Regions from separate parts of the Ovis aries genome. Here region 1 is linked to region 2. The links are chromatin contacts, called in public Hi-C maps. All regions are on one chromosome and are shown on one strand. The core of a region is the stretch at or near the end of the contact, and the rest is flanking DNA. Distances in the headings are between cores, read along the strand shown. Region 1 has its middle 18 kb from the start of PSD2. Region 2 overlaps DNAJC18 (DnaJ heat shock protein family (Hsp40) member C18).

Region 1 (6,262 bases), core at 1,478-3,977, 260 kb before region 2:
TGGTCTCCCCCTGCCCCGCCACCTCCTCACCCACATCCAAGCCCCAGCCAGGGTGACCAGACCCACGGCCTCTCAGCCAGGCCAGTCCAGATGTCTTTTCTCAACCAGCCCCAGAGAAAACTCACTCCCAGCTGGGGCCTGTCCCATCCTTTCTCTCCCTCCCCCCGCCTTCCTCCCCCTCCCCACTTCCTTCCTTCCTGCTCTTGGATATTCCCTTTGCAGGAAAGGCCCCAGGACCCAGGGCAAGGCCCCCAGGTCCAGCTGCCAGGCCAGGACACATGCTTCCTCCATCAACTAGCCCCCTCTGCCCTCCCCTGGGGCCGGAAATCTGATCCAGGCCTAGGGAACAGGAGAGCTCTGCAAGGGGGACAGCCCAAGGTCATCTTGTCCCTCCCTCTGCCTCCAGCCAGAGCACAGCCAGAGGAGCCCTGAAGCGCATCCTGGAGGCTTGGGAGGGGCTTTGTCACTCTGCCTGTGAGTTGCTTATTACCGAGCTCCTCCTCAGGAAAGCCCAGAGCCTGGGTCAACCTCTAGGATCTCACTTGGCTCAAAGAAAGCGCTCAGCTGACAGCACCTCTGATCATTATCTCCCCAACATCATCCTCATCCTATTTAATCCTTATAACTATCCTGGGAAGTAGACAGAGGTTTTAAATCTTCATTTTATAAGTGAGGAAACTAAGGCTCAGGAAGAAAGAAATGACTTGCCCAAGCACCTTCAGAAAGTCTCAAAACTGAGCCCAAACCCAGACCAGACCAGTGGTCTTCATGACCTCACTGCTCAGCCACCCACTCCTCCATTCCTGCGGAAGTTGCTCCACACGCAGATGATCTTTCCACGGATTTGTGGGGAGAAAGTGGTCTCCCCATCCTGTTCCTCTGCCGTCTTGGGACCCGCCCTCCCACCCATCCATTCTTGGTGATTCTGGAATAATTCTTTACCTGCTGGGTGCCTCAGTCTCCCCATCCACACAAGGAGGAAGAAGATGGAGAAGGCATCTCTAAGGACCTATAAATCTAAGGGAACTCACTAATCCATTGAGCAGAGGCTGTGTGTATGCATGCTTTGCATGTCTGACTCTTTGTGACCCCACAGACTGTAGCCCACCAGGCTCCTCTGTCCACAGGATTTCTCAGGCAAGAATGCTGGAATGCACTGTCATTTCCTCCTCCAGGGAATCTTTCTGACCAGGGAATCGAACCCCCATCTCCTACTTGGCAGGCGGATTCTTTACCAATGGCCACCTGGGAAGCCTCCATTGGAAGATACAAGATTTTTTTTTTTTTTTTTAAATGAGGTTGGCACTGTGCTTCTCAGCAACTTCCTTCCCTTCCAGTGTGTCTATAGGGTTCTAGCAACAGCGCTGATGGGAGCTCTTTACATCCTTCAGCACCCAGTCTAGATAACTCCTCCACTGGGAAACCTTCCTTCTTCTGCCCTGTGTGTGCGAATGTGCTCAGTCATGTCCGATTTTTTGTGACCCCATGGAGGCCACCAGGTTCCTCTGTCCATGGGATTTCCCCAGCAAGAATACTGGAGTAGGGTGCCATTTCCCACACCAGATGAGAGGTAGCTAGCTGAGTGCTGTCCTGATGCCAGACCAGATCCCAGATGGTCCTACAGACCAAGGTCACCCAAATCAAGGACAGACTGTAGGAATCTAACTTGGGTCCTACCTGCTATAACTCCATCTATTTTCCCAATACACAGCAGAGAGAAAACCTCACAAAACGGGAGAAGGAAAGGGCAACCCGGTTCTGCCAAAGACTGGGGAAGTAGTCTAGGCTGGTGGGCAGGGGACTGAGGACTGGCAGGTGGGCAGACGCAATAATGGCCTCATTCAGAAGTAGGTGGGTCGATGATGGGGATCCCATGGCTAAGGCTTTAGGGCCAGGCAGGAGCTGCCAGGCCTGGAATAAAGCTGCCTCACCCTACCACCCTACCCCGGGCCCACCCACTCCCCAGTCCTTCTGCAGGCAGTGCACCCTGGATAAAAACCCAAACTGCTGAATCCTTGAATAGAGATCCATTTCTTAGCCAATTCAGCACTTCCCCTCCCACCACCAGTCCCAAGCTCCCTAGCCAATGCTCTCCCTTATCCCAGGCTCCAGTCCCTCTGCCTTGCCACCAGAGAGGCGCCTGGATTGCCAACAACCCCAACCCTCCAACCACCAACCCTCCGCGTGCCAACACCCGGACAGACCCAATAAACTTAAGATATTGGAAGGATGAAGAGAAGGAACGCACCGCCTTGTCCCCGTGCAGCAGCTCAGGGAGCAGTGCTGCGCCATGGCCACCAGAGGGCACGCGCCCCCTCCCAGAGCCATAAGCACGACGGCGGCGGCGGCGGACCCAGCTAACAGAGGATAAGCGTAGGGGTGCGGTCACTCCCGGAAGAATTCCCTGAAATGCAGCCCCATCCTGGGCGCGGACTGAGGCTCGGAAGACAAAGACCTGGGATGCAGCCCCTCGACCTCCACCCGGGCCGCGCCCCGCGCTTCGGTCTTTGGCTGACCAAACGCGCGTCCCCTCCTGGCCACCGACAGCACTGCAGCCTGGCGGAGTTTGGCCCTGGGGATAGAGTGGGGAGGAGGCGCAGATAAGAAGGAAAGGGAGATTTAGCAGCAGCAGACAGTGGTGCACAGTGGGAGTTTACTGGGTTGTGGTGCTTAGCACTGAGTGAATAGGAGTACTGTTAAGGTACTGATTGTAGGGTACTGGCTGGATACGAGGAGGGCACTAGGGGCCACTAGGCAGGTACCTGGACCAGTGGGTCGTCCCTGGTGGATATTGAGGGGGGCACCAAGACTAAACTGAAAGGAAGGCACCACATAGTTACTGGGTAGAAATGGGGAGGGAGCTGGATGGATATTTGAAAATACTAAGTAAACATAGGGGGCTAATGGATACCAACTGGAGGTGTCAAGTGGGTACTTGGAAACACTGGAAGGATTTACTGCCAGGATCCCAGGAAATACTCACTCTGGGAAGATACCAGGTGAGTGCCAAAGACACTGGGTGGGACCTGAGCCCACAGTGGGAAGCACTGAGTTTGTTTCTTCAGGGTACTGGGGATATGTGCATTGCTGGTGAGAACTGGGGATACTGGTAGACACTAGGTGTACTGGAAGTCACTGGTCTTGTACTCATACCCTGGACAGGATGGCACTTCCCCAGCAGTATCTCAGTGCCCCCTTTAAACAGCCGCTAGAGCCTGGATCATTGTACCATTTTCACAGCATGGACTTCGATCAGAGATCTCCCTTGGCCCGTGAGTGTCTCCTGTTCTGACCAGAACCTGTTCCTGACTTCCTGGCTAGAGTAGGGGAGGTGAGGGAATACTGCACATGGACCCAGGACAGAACCCTCCTGTTGTCTACCTCCCCCAGATGGAGAGGGAAGTAAAGGCAGGTCAGCCCCTCATCTCTAGAAAAATAAGGAACCCCCTCCCCAATCCCTCCCACCAGGCTTCGGCCTCCTGGCCCAGCTTGCTGGCTGCTGGGCCGGGAGGGGCTGCCAGGCTCGGCCTCCTGCCCACTGCGGGGCGCCGGGGGAGGGCGGCGCGCGGCTCGAGATGCCGCGTTGCCATGGAGACGCTGCCGCATCCTGACTGCTCCTGGCAACGGGGTCCCGCAGCCAGGCAGGCGCTCGGCGGGGACCCCAGGGATCGGGCGCGCCAGGCTGCCCACGGCGCCGCCAGACCCCTGGGACACGGATACGAATCCCCCACCCACAGATAACCCTCACTCGTCCTCCCACAGCTCACACATGTACCCAGGCGCCCCAGCTGCAGCAGCCCAGGCGGAACTGCAGCCCAAGCCCGCCCTGCAGCCCCTACTCATTAATTCAGCAAACATTTGCCGACCGTCTCAGTGCCAGGCGCGAGATGGCCACTGCGGCTGCTGCGACGAGTCACACGGGGACGCAGCGCCGCCACCCCTCCCTCCCCATCTCACAGCCCACAGAGGAAGCAGACACAGAAACACGCGATCGATACTGTAACCCCAACAACAGCCACCCGCTGACTGCGCTAAGCCCTCCTCATGCAGCACCTCACCCAAACTGTAGGACCCTTGGAAAGCACTGTGAGAACCCTTTTTTAAAGATAAGGAAACCGAGGCACAAGAACTTATTCACCCAAGGCCACATAGTATGGACCCTAACCACTTCCCCACAGGACCCCTGCCAGAAATGTTTCCACGGCATAGTAGTTCCCCACTCAGCTGCGGAGGTTGCGGGGAGAATTTTAGACTAGGAGGCCCCGGAGAAAACGCAGATCTACCAGGCAGAGCAAGAGGAGGCATCCTTGGCCAAAATGACACCCAGAGCAAACACCTGGTGAATTTAGAGTGGCAGGCTGGGTGGGAGGGAGAGCAAGGGCCGAGTATGTGGTTAGAAAGCTGCTGGGAGGCTGATCTGGGCGGCCTGGGTGTGCCAGGCTGAGGGGCCTGGACTCCACTCCTAGAGGAGGAGGAAGGTGTGAGCAAGGGAGGGCGGGTCACTGACTCTTGCTCTGGCAACCATGGGTGGGGGGCCTGGTCCAGAGTGGGGTGAAGCTGGAAGATCGGGGAGCAAACTACGGTCATCACCCCACAAGGGACAAGGATCCAGGCCCCTGGCAGTGGGGTCCAGTTAGGAAGCAGGACACCTCCTTCTTCCCTTCCCACGCAGATTCCTCTGCCTGAATCCGGGGAGTGACCCCGCAGAGCGAAATACATGATAATGTGGAGGCTTCAGGGAAAGCGAGCGCTTCGGGAGGGCAGCAAGTGAGTGACATGAGAGACCAGGGCTAGAGCTCTGGAAGGACTTCCCAGAGGACTGGGTTTGAGTTTCTGAGAGAAGCCAGGGAATCCTTGAGAAGAAAAGAGCCCCTCGCACACCGGGGCACAGAGCGGACAAACTACCCCTCCTTCACGGCTGGTACTCCGTGGCCCGTCCGGCAGATTCCGTTGGGGCACCTCTCCGACAAGGCACATCATCCAGCCCTAACCACCCCCTGCCAAGGTTAGCCTAATTTTTTCCCTTCCATGGATTCAGGTCATTGCTCCCTGTCCTCTCTCCGAGGCGCCGCGGAATGTGACTAATTCCCTCCCTTCATTTACAGGTCCTGTTACCTGGGAGGTATTTATAGCGCGACGGCCTCCCTCCCTCCCTCCCCAGCGACTCAGCCGCTCTCCCCCCAGGCCATCTCTCCCAACCTTTGCTCGCGTCTCTCCCGCCACCGCTCCACCACCTCCCAGCCAGCTTCCCGAGCGCCCCCCCCTACCCCGCCCCACCTCCCTGGAAGAGAGGCAGCTCAGGTGGGAGGGGCCTGACACCACCACCCCCACCCCACCCCCGCAGCCTGGCTTTTCCGACTGCAGCTCTGTCTGCAGGCGGTTGCCCCTCCCCTCTTGAACACTCCAAATAGGTAACTCAGGGGTCAGGCCAGGAGAGGGTGACAAGTGGCCAACTCTCCTGTGATCTCATCATGCAGTCTGATCCTTATACTAACGATAGATAACAATTATTAAGTGCTTATTATTATTACCTCTAGTCTGCAGATAAGGACACGGAGGCTCAGAAAGACAAAATGACCCCCACCTTGGGTCTTTACAGTTGGGGGACTCCTGCACGGCCACCCTCAAGAGCCCATCCTGATGTGTGGAAATACTGGCCCCAAAAGGTAAGATGGATAGAATGAGGACCACAGGATGTTTAGAGAGGGTGCCTGAACAAAACGCATCTCACAGAGCCAGCATCAGGCCCCACAGGTCACAAGCCATGGCTGCTCTTCCCAAGGGCTGTCAGGGAGTGGCATCAGAAGGAGGTCACTAGACTACAAGACATGGCCAGGCCCACATGTATCTCCTCCTCTAGGCAGGGGTCACTGAGAAGCTGCAGTGCAAGAGCACAGGTCTAGCCAAAGACCAAGAAGGGAGCCCTCTGTCCACAGATGAGCGAAGGGAAACTACAGCAGAAGGGAGGGAATTCAGACCCCATAAGGGACTTACAAGGATGGAAACATGACCAGCTGCCCTTTCATACCCCCATTCTCATAACTGCCCCAGACCCCTTTTCATAGGTGGGAAGACTGAGGCCATTAGACGTGGAGAGACTGACTCAGCTTTCCCCAGATCTGACCAGAAATTCCACAACACTGATGAAGTGGCTTTGTCAAGATCTCTGGGAGACAGGAGGAAATAAAGGTGGAGGCTGAGTTCATATCCCAACCTCGTACTCAGAAGTTTGGTGACACAGAGCAAGTGACTGGGCCTCCTT
Region 2 (6,866 bases), core at 3,351-5,850:
CATATATACACACAGAGGAATGTTATTCAGCCCTAAAAACGAAAATTCTAGCATTTCTGACTACACTGAGGGACTCTGAAGGCATTATGCTAAACGAAGTAAGTCAGAGAAAGACAAATACTATATAATATATTCACTTATATGTGGAATCTTAAAAAAAAACTCAGAAAAGGAGATCAAATTTCTGGTTACCAAAGGTGGAAGAGAGAGGGAGGGGGAATTGAAGGAAGATGGTCAAAGGTGCAAACTAATAGTTGTAAGAGAAATATTAGTAAATATGATGTATGTCACATACAATACAGTGTTATAGTAGTGAACACTGCGGTATGATAGGAAATGATAGAAAAGTTAAAGAGACTAAGTAATAAGAGTTCTCATCACAAGGAAAAATTTTTTCCTTTATCCTCATCTTTTTAAAATTTTTTTGGTCTTTATTTTCTTTTTATTGTATCTGTATGAGAAGACAGATGTTAGCAGATTACCTATTAGACATGTTAGACATTGTGGTAATCATTTCACAATATATGTAAACCCATCATGATATATGTCTTAAATTTAAAGCGGGAGAAAGAAGAGAAGGAGATGACTCATTTAAGAGAATAAAGTAAATATGCTGAGACTGAATCCACTTGAACATGCTCATAGAGTAGCGACAATGACAACATTGCACTTACTGCTTTGCTTGGGAAATAATGAATGTTGTTGTGTTAGAAATGGTATCTGCATCTATGAAGAGGTGAGTGATGATGATATCAGCGAGGCCAGCGCTAAGAGTGATATTTCCAAATATAACAAGCACACCTGAGCCTCTCCTTGTTTTAGGACCTTGGGCCACACCATTTCTAGAGAAACCCAGAACCTACAGGTGCCTTACTTCGTGGATAAAAACTTTGACAAGGCCTACAGAGGTGCATCTCTGCGTGACCTGGAGAAGACGATAGAGAAGGATTACATTGATTACATCCAGACCAGTTGTTGGAAGGAGAAACAACAAAGTAAGAGGCTTAAAAGGGGCTGTTAAGCAAGGTGCCACCCTGAGGGATCCCCAGCGTAATGATCTCTCCTCTCTTTCTAAGCTACTCATGTTTATGTGAACATGGACAGGACAGGGCCCCATTCAGGATATTAGAAATATGATAAAGAGGGAGGCTTACGACAGGATTCATGTGGCCAGGGCTTGAAATCTTTAGGGACTTAGGCAGTACTAGTTGTCTGCCTGTCTGTCTCTGAGTTGCTACATCTGTCTGCCTATCTGCCTTCTGTCCTTTCTTTGCCAACTGCTTTCCTACGTTTTTTCAGGCTCTCCTTCACAGCCTTGATTTGCCCTAGTTTATTTTGGTTGCCACCCTCCTATTCATTCTCCCAGCTTCCCCAACCCCACCAGTCATTGGCCCCTTTCTATGTCACAAGCTTCCTCTTTAAGTAGCTCGCTGCTTTGGTCCATGGTTTCCTGATTCCACATTTCCCAGAGGGAAATCTGATCCAGCCTAACCAAAGTTTGATAGGTTGTTGTTATTGAGTCTGGTGCCCCTTCTCTTCCCCTCCAATCAGCTGTGGCCACACAGAACAAAATTGAGTCTTACTGGAACAGGCCTTCCACACCATTTCCCTGTCTGGAGACAGCGAGGGTGATGGTGTTGGCTTACGATTTGGCTTACGACTCCAGTGAGCATTCATGGGGAATGCTGTAACAAGGCGGCCCTGCCTCAGCCAACAGGCTCCCTTTCCTCCCACTTGAATTCCCCCCACCCACCCACACACACACACACACACACACACACACACAGAGGCATTAGTAATTATATAAAACTTGGCTTTGGTTAATCTTTAAAAAGCAAACTAACTCATTTTTAAAAACTTATCACCGGGTATTATTAAACATCTGACAGTGTCTGATAAATTTAGATCCTCAGTCACAGTGCTACTAAGCGCTTGCTGACCCATCTGCATCCCAACCCCACCCCAAGTTAATCTTTCCTTCCTCTGTGTGTTTAAAGCCCTTCACTCATCCTACTGAGACAGTACCATCCTCACAGTGTTTGTGTCCTCTAGGTACATGACAGCCTCCCTGCTGGACTCTGGGCTCTCTGAGGTCAAAAACCATGTCATACTAATTTTGTGTCCCAAGCCCTTGGCACAGTCTTTGCTTCAGAACAGATGCTCAACAAATGTCTTTTGAAGAGAGGATTCTCAGGACTGGAAAAAGTGAAACTGCTGAGGGCTAGGGATCACTGAGCAGGGCTAGTGTCCTAACGCTGGCCCTGAGGGACCTTGTATCCACACTCTACTCCTGTAGGGTGGAGCCCACCTGACCTCTCAGTGCCTTAGGAGCATAGTGGGCATTGACTTGGATGTAAGGGGGAATTCAGCAGGAGGAGGGGATTGCTTTTTTTTTATTGAAAAAACAAAAAACAAGAGGTCTGGAAGTAACCCTACTCACTGTTAAACTAGGTTTTTCTAGTTTCAAAAACCAGGAAATAATTTTAGAGCAAGATAGAGGCCTTAAAGGCATTATAATTGATCGCCTGATCCAAATCAGGTGAGGGTCAGTGTATGTCCTAAGAGTCTCCATTGTTTTAGGCCCTGAGAGGGTTTTGAATTTATTGCTTTATGCAAGAAATTGATGAAAATATATATTTCTTAAATCCTCCCCCGCCCCCCCGCCCCACCCCACACACACCAGCTAGAACTATGCAAAGAGCTCATAGTTAGGATTTCCTGGTGGCTCAGATGGTAAAGACTCTACCTGCAATTCAGGAGACCCGGTTTTGATCCCTGGGTCAGGAAGAATCCCCTGGAGAAGAAATTGGCAACCCACTCCAGTATTCTTGCCAGGAGAATCCCATGGAGAGAGGAGCCTGACAGGCTACATTCCATGGGGTCACAAAGAATTGGACACAGCAACTAACACTTTCACTTTCATGGAAAGGATTACGCCTAAAGCGGCTTCTAGCCTTGTGTTCCCATCCTCGTGAGGCCTGCTTCCAGGGCTTTGGCACCCTCCAGGTATAATCAAGTGGGTGAGCATGACACGTGTACCCACAAGTTCCAAACCGGGGGTTATCAGCACACACCCCTTAAAAATCTATTTCTGGCATTTAAGGATGGTGGCTGTCCGGAGCCTCCACACAACCCAAGTGCCATTTGAGAACAGGCAGCATCTGCCCTCTGGATCCAACAGCAAGTGCAGCCAACGTGGTTAAATTTAGCACATGGATGGAGGTTGTAAAAATAAACCTGCTTGAGAACAAAGTTCAGTCTTGGCAAAATATCGAATGGAAACTGCTTTAGCAAAGGTTAGCCATTGTCTTTTAAAATCTTTTGTTAATTTCTTTGCTCTGCTCTTCCTTAGAATGCTTCATCAGAGTGAATTTCTGAGTACTCCTTTAGTGTAAACACTGATTGCCCTGTCTACTCCTTCACAGCTGCATCTAGATAATAAAGCCAGTGCTAGGGGAGGTGGCCATGGCCCTGGGCTGGCACAGACCGAAATGAAAGGCAGGACTGCCTCTGGACCTGGCTGAGCGGGACTGAGACCCCAGCCCTGCCTGGCAGAGGAGAACTGTCCATGCTCTGGAGCAGGATAGCAGAGAGGGCAGGAGCTTAGGCTTTCAAATGGGGATAAAATGAACTTCCTCCCAAAGAGGCTGTATGGATTATAGAAGATGACATGAGTGTAACACTTAGCATAGTGTCTAGCATATAGTAAGTGCCCAGATCCTAACAGAATCCAGACCTTGCTTGGCCTTGCTCAACTAGATGTAGCTCTGACTCACATGGCTGGATCATGATGGTGGTTGGGATCTGTCAGGACTCCCATCTGAGCTTTTGGGCAGAGTATTTTGGGAGAGGAGGCTCTGGGACTTGCTTCTCTTGGCAATTTGCCCAAGTCAGTTTACTCTGAAAGCTCAATGCTTGGTTCATCTATTACACTGGCATTCAGGGCAGGGGAAACATTATGCAGAGAAGAAAAAAATGTTCCCTGGATTCTGCCCCTGCCAAAGATTTTGTTTTTCCTTAGAAGTTACTGAATATTAACAGAACTTGTCAAAAGTAACATATTCTTTGAGTTGAGCTTTTGTTCATTGAAGTACAAAAGGATTCAGTGGCTATCTGGAGAGAAGTTTCTCCAACCATGATCATGGGGGTGTGGGGCATGGTTCCTTGAAACACTGTCCTTGTGCAGGGTCACTGCTCTGGAGCAGGGTTCTAAACCTTTGGAGCATGTTTTGAGAAAGCATTCATATATGTGCATGTATATTTTCTTTCATCAGCTTATTACAGTGGTTGTCAGTGTAGAAAATAGAAAGAATCACTAGCCGTTAATGTTTTCTGGAATGAGATTTCAGGCAGTGAGACATTTGGATAAGGTCAGTAACAAAAAAACCCTAAGGAAATCACTTCAAGGAAAAGCTGAGCCACAGAATCTGCTCTACATACTGGTGCAGCTGTGACTCCAGAGGACCACAGAGTCCTCTTGAACAGGTTTCCCACATGCCAAAGCAGCCAGACAAATGGAGTCAGTGCCCAGCTCTGGGTGGAACAAGGCAGCAAGGACTCTCATTTGGGTGCGGCCCATGATCCTCCACGAAGCTGCATCACCCGCGAGGATGCCTGTGCCAAGGCAAGCTCTGGCTGGCACGCAATGCAGGCCCCATGCCACGGGGTGAAAGCACATTGTTCTGGAGCCTAGGAGACTTGCTGCTTGCCAAGCAACTGCTGGGCCAGGGCCCGGGCTCTGAGCCCCTATTGTAGAGGGTGGGTTTTCATGCATCCCCACCCCTCACCCTAAAGTCCTGCACTTAATCTGCACTTTGGGCCTTACTTGGTGTAAACGGAATCATTGTGAGCAGAAATGCCAGTATTTTGTGTTGATAGAGACTTATTCAGAAACCAATGCTCATTGTTCCCTGTGGCTAAGTATTAAGTCCTGTTTCCAGTCAGTTTGCTGATTAATCAGACAGGTGCCTCTCGTTCACAAAGAAAAACAAAATCTGTCAGCAAGGTGATTAAGAATGAGTAGGCATATTTAAGAATGATTAAAATAGCATTTTCACAAGTGTGGGCCTTTAAACACTGAGTAGCTGTCTGCTGTTGAAGATACACAGGCCCTCCAAGCATGCCTTCCTGTTAATACACATCATGTCTCTAGAGGTTCTCTTCAGGCATTCCTTCCTCAGAGTGTCTCTGAAACTATACAAAAGAATAAAAAAGAGAGGTCGCCAAACCGCTGCTGAGTCCAGGAGGACAGCAGAGATTATATTCTGGTTAAAAATAGAATGACCTTCTCCACTATGAGGAGAAAATGAAATATATTTCGTCAAGGAGATAGAGGTCACCAGATCCAGATGATTTCACTTTTAAAAGAATCCAGCTGCCTTTGCCCTTTGAGTTAGGGGCCCCCCATGTGGTGAGGGCATGAAGGATGCAGCCAGCAGCCTGGGCACCTAGAGCAGGCAGGCCCCCCGAGGAGGGCTCTGTGTCCAGCAGCGCATGTGAGTTATGCTCCGGCGACTCGGGAAGGGTGAAGCAGCTGCCTTTGTTTCAGATGACAGGAACAGGCGATCGGACTCCATTCTCTCCCAACTGCCACTTGAATACCATTCGTAGGAAAGCCTTGAAACAGAGTCTCCTCTTACTGCACACGTGCAGGTTTCCTAAGTCTAGTGCCAAATGTTCTATTGATAAGAGCTAAGTCCGGTGCTTTTGTAATGGAGCACAGATACTGTCGGACTCCAGGATCACAGGTGTCCCTTAATCCTTAGCACCTGGTGTGGTATAGCTTCCTGATGCATGTTTCTCGAGTAAATGAGTTTTTTCTTAAATTGAAAGAAAAAGCATTAAATAAAGTAAAAGGAGCTTTGCTTCCAGAAGTATTGAAGTGAAACAAAGGAGCTCAACTCTCTTGATGAATTGGTTACCTCTTTTATCTTTCAGAGTCGGAGTTGACCAATTTGGCAGGATTATACAGAGATGAACGATTGAAACAGAAAGCAGAATCGCTGAAACTTGAAAACTGTGAAAAACTTTCCAAACTTATTGGCCTACGCAGAGGTGGCTGAGAGGCCGATAGTCCTACGCAGGCTCGGGGTTTTGCTACATGTTACTGTTTATGTTCCTAATTCCATTTTATAATACAAAATTAGGAAATGATGAACATTTCACAATTTGCTAACTTTGTTTGGTGGGCAGAGTTGGAGGCGCTTCAGCATGGAGCCAGACTTGTCATCACAGAATCCTTCCTGGGGATTGGCTTCAGGAACAAGGGGCAGGTCATCTAAATTCACGGCCAAGCATTAGATCCAGCCCCCTGAGCCGTACCTACCTGCCTCTAGGAATGTAGTTCACGGCATCCCAGAGCAGATTCCTATTTTCTTCCTTCTTCAGTGAAGTCTCGATACCCAGTCATTCCTAGGCTTAGCCAAAGCAGCTTAACATTGGTTGTTTACAATGTGCAACGAGAATTATACCTCTCCTGCTGTTAGAGTCACCTCCCCACCAGATGCAGCTGTTGTAACCACTCAGCTTTCCATTTTCAAAGGGGAATGCAGAGAAACGCAAACTGTTGTCCACAGTTTTCCATTTGCCTAATCTCTGTTCAGTTACTGGCATTAGCAAACTACCTGATTTCAGTTCCTTTTACTTTCTTAACCCTCTCTCTTACAGAGGGCCCAGAAATTAACAGTTACTGAGTAAACAGTTCAATGGACACACAGAAACAGGGGCCAGTGGTGAAGGTAAAAAGCAAGTCTGAGTCTCAGCTGTTCAGTGCAGTTTCCCTAGTCCATCATAGAACCCAGAGAATGTTCTTTGTCATTTTTCCTTGCAGCATCACACTGAGCTGAGTCCCTATACCCCATAGAGGT

Evidence for each region. A called contact is a pair of places that touch in the nucleus more often than the background predicts.
Region 1: a contact with region 2 is called in a Hi-C map of hypothalamus, with 6 times the contacts expected there. The contact joins two enhancer-like sites. A contact is called at or near these places in 5 of 16 Hi-C or Micro-C datasets (blood, hypothalamus, mixed tissues and 1 more).

The regions. Positions count from the first base shown.
Region 1 is chr5:48,606,051-48,612,312 of ARS-UI_Ramb_v3.0, reverse strand. No RefSeq gene overlaps it. Among named protein-coding and RNA genes, the nearest start is that of PSD2, 18 kb to the left of the region's middle. Within about 2 kb of position 2,727, at least 25 of the 54 cell types and tissues checked have an H3K27ac peak or open chromatin away from gene starts, as enhancers often do. A contact at or near this core is called in hypothalamus, where this site is marked.
Region 2 is chr5:48,347,700-48,354,565 of ARS-UI_Ramb_v3.0, reverse strand. It overlaps DNAJC18 (DnaJ heat shock protein family (Hsp40) member C18), which reads left to right. Exons shown (of 8, transcript XM_027970295.3): 7 at 823-995; 8 at 5,938-6,866. The coding sequence ends at 6,062. Among named protein-coding and RNA genes, the nearest start is that of SPATA24, 11 kb to the right of the region's middle. Within about 2 kb of position 4,600, at least 24 of the 54 cell types and tissues checked have an H3K27ac peak or open chromatin away from gene starts, as enhancers often do. A contact at or near this core is called in hypothalamus, where this site is marked.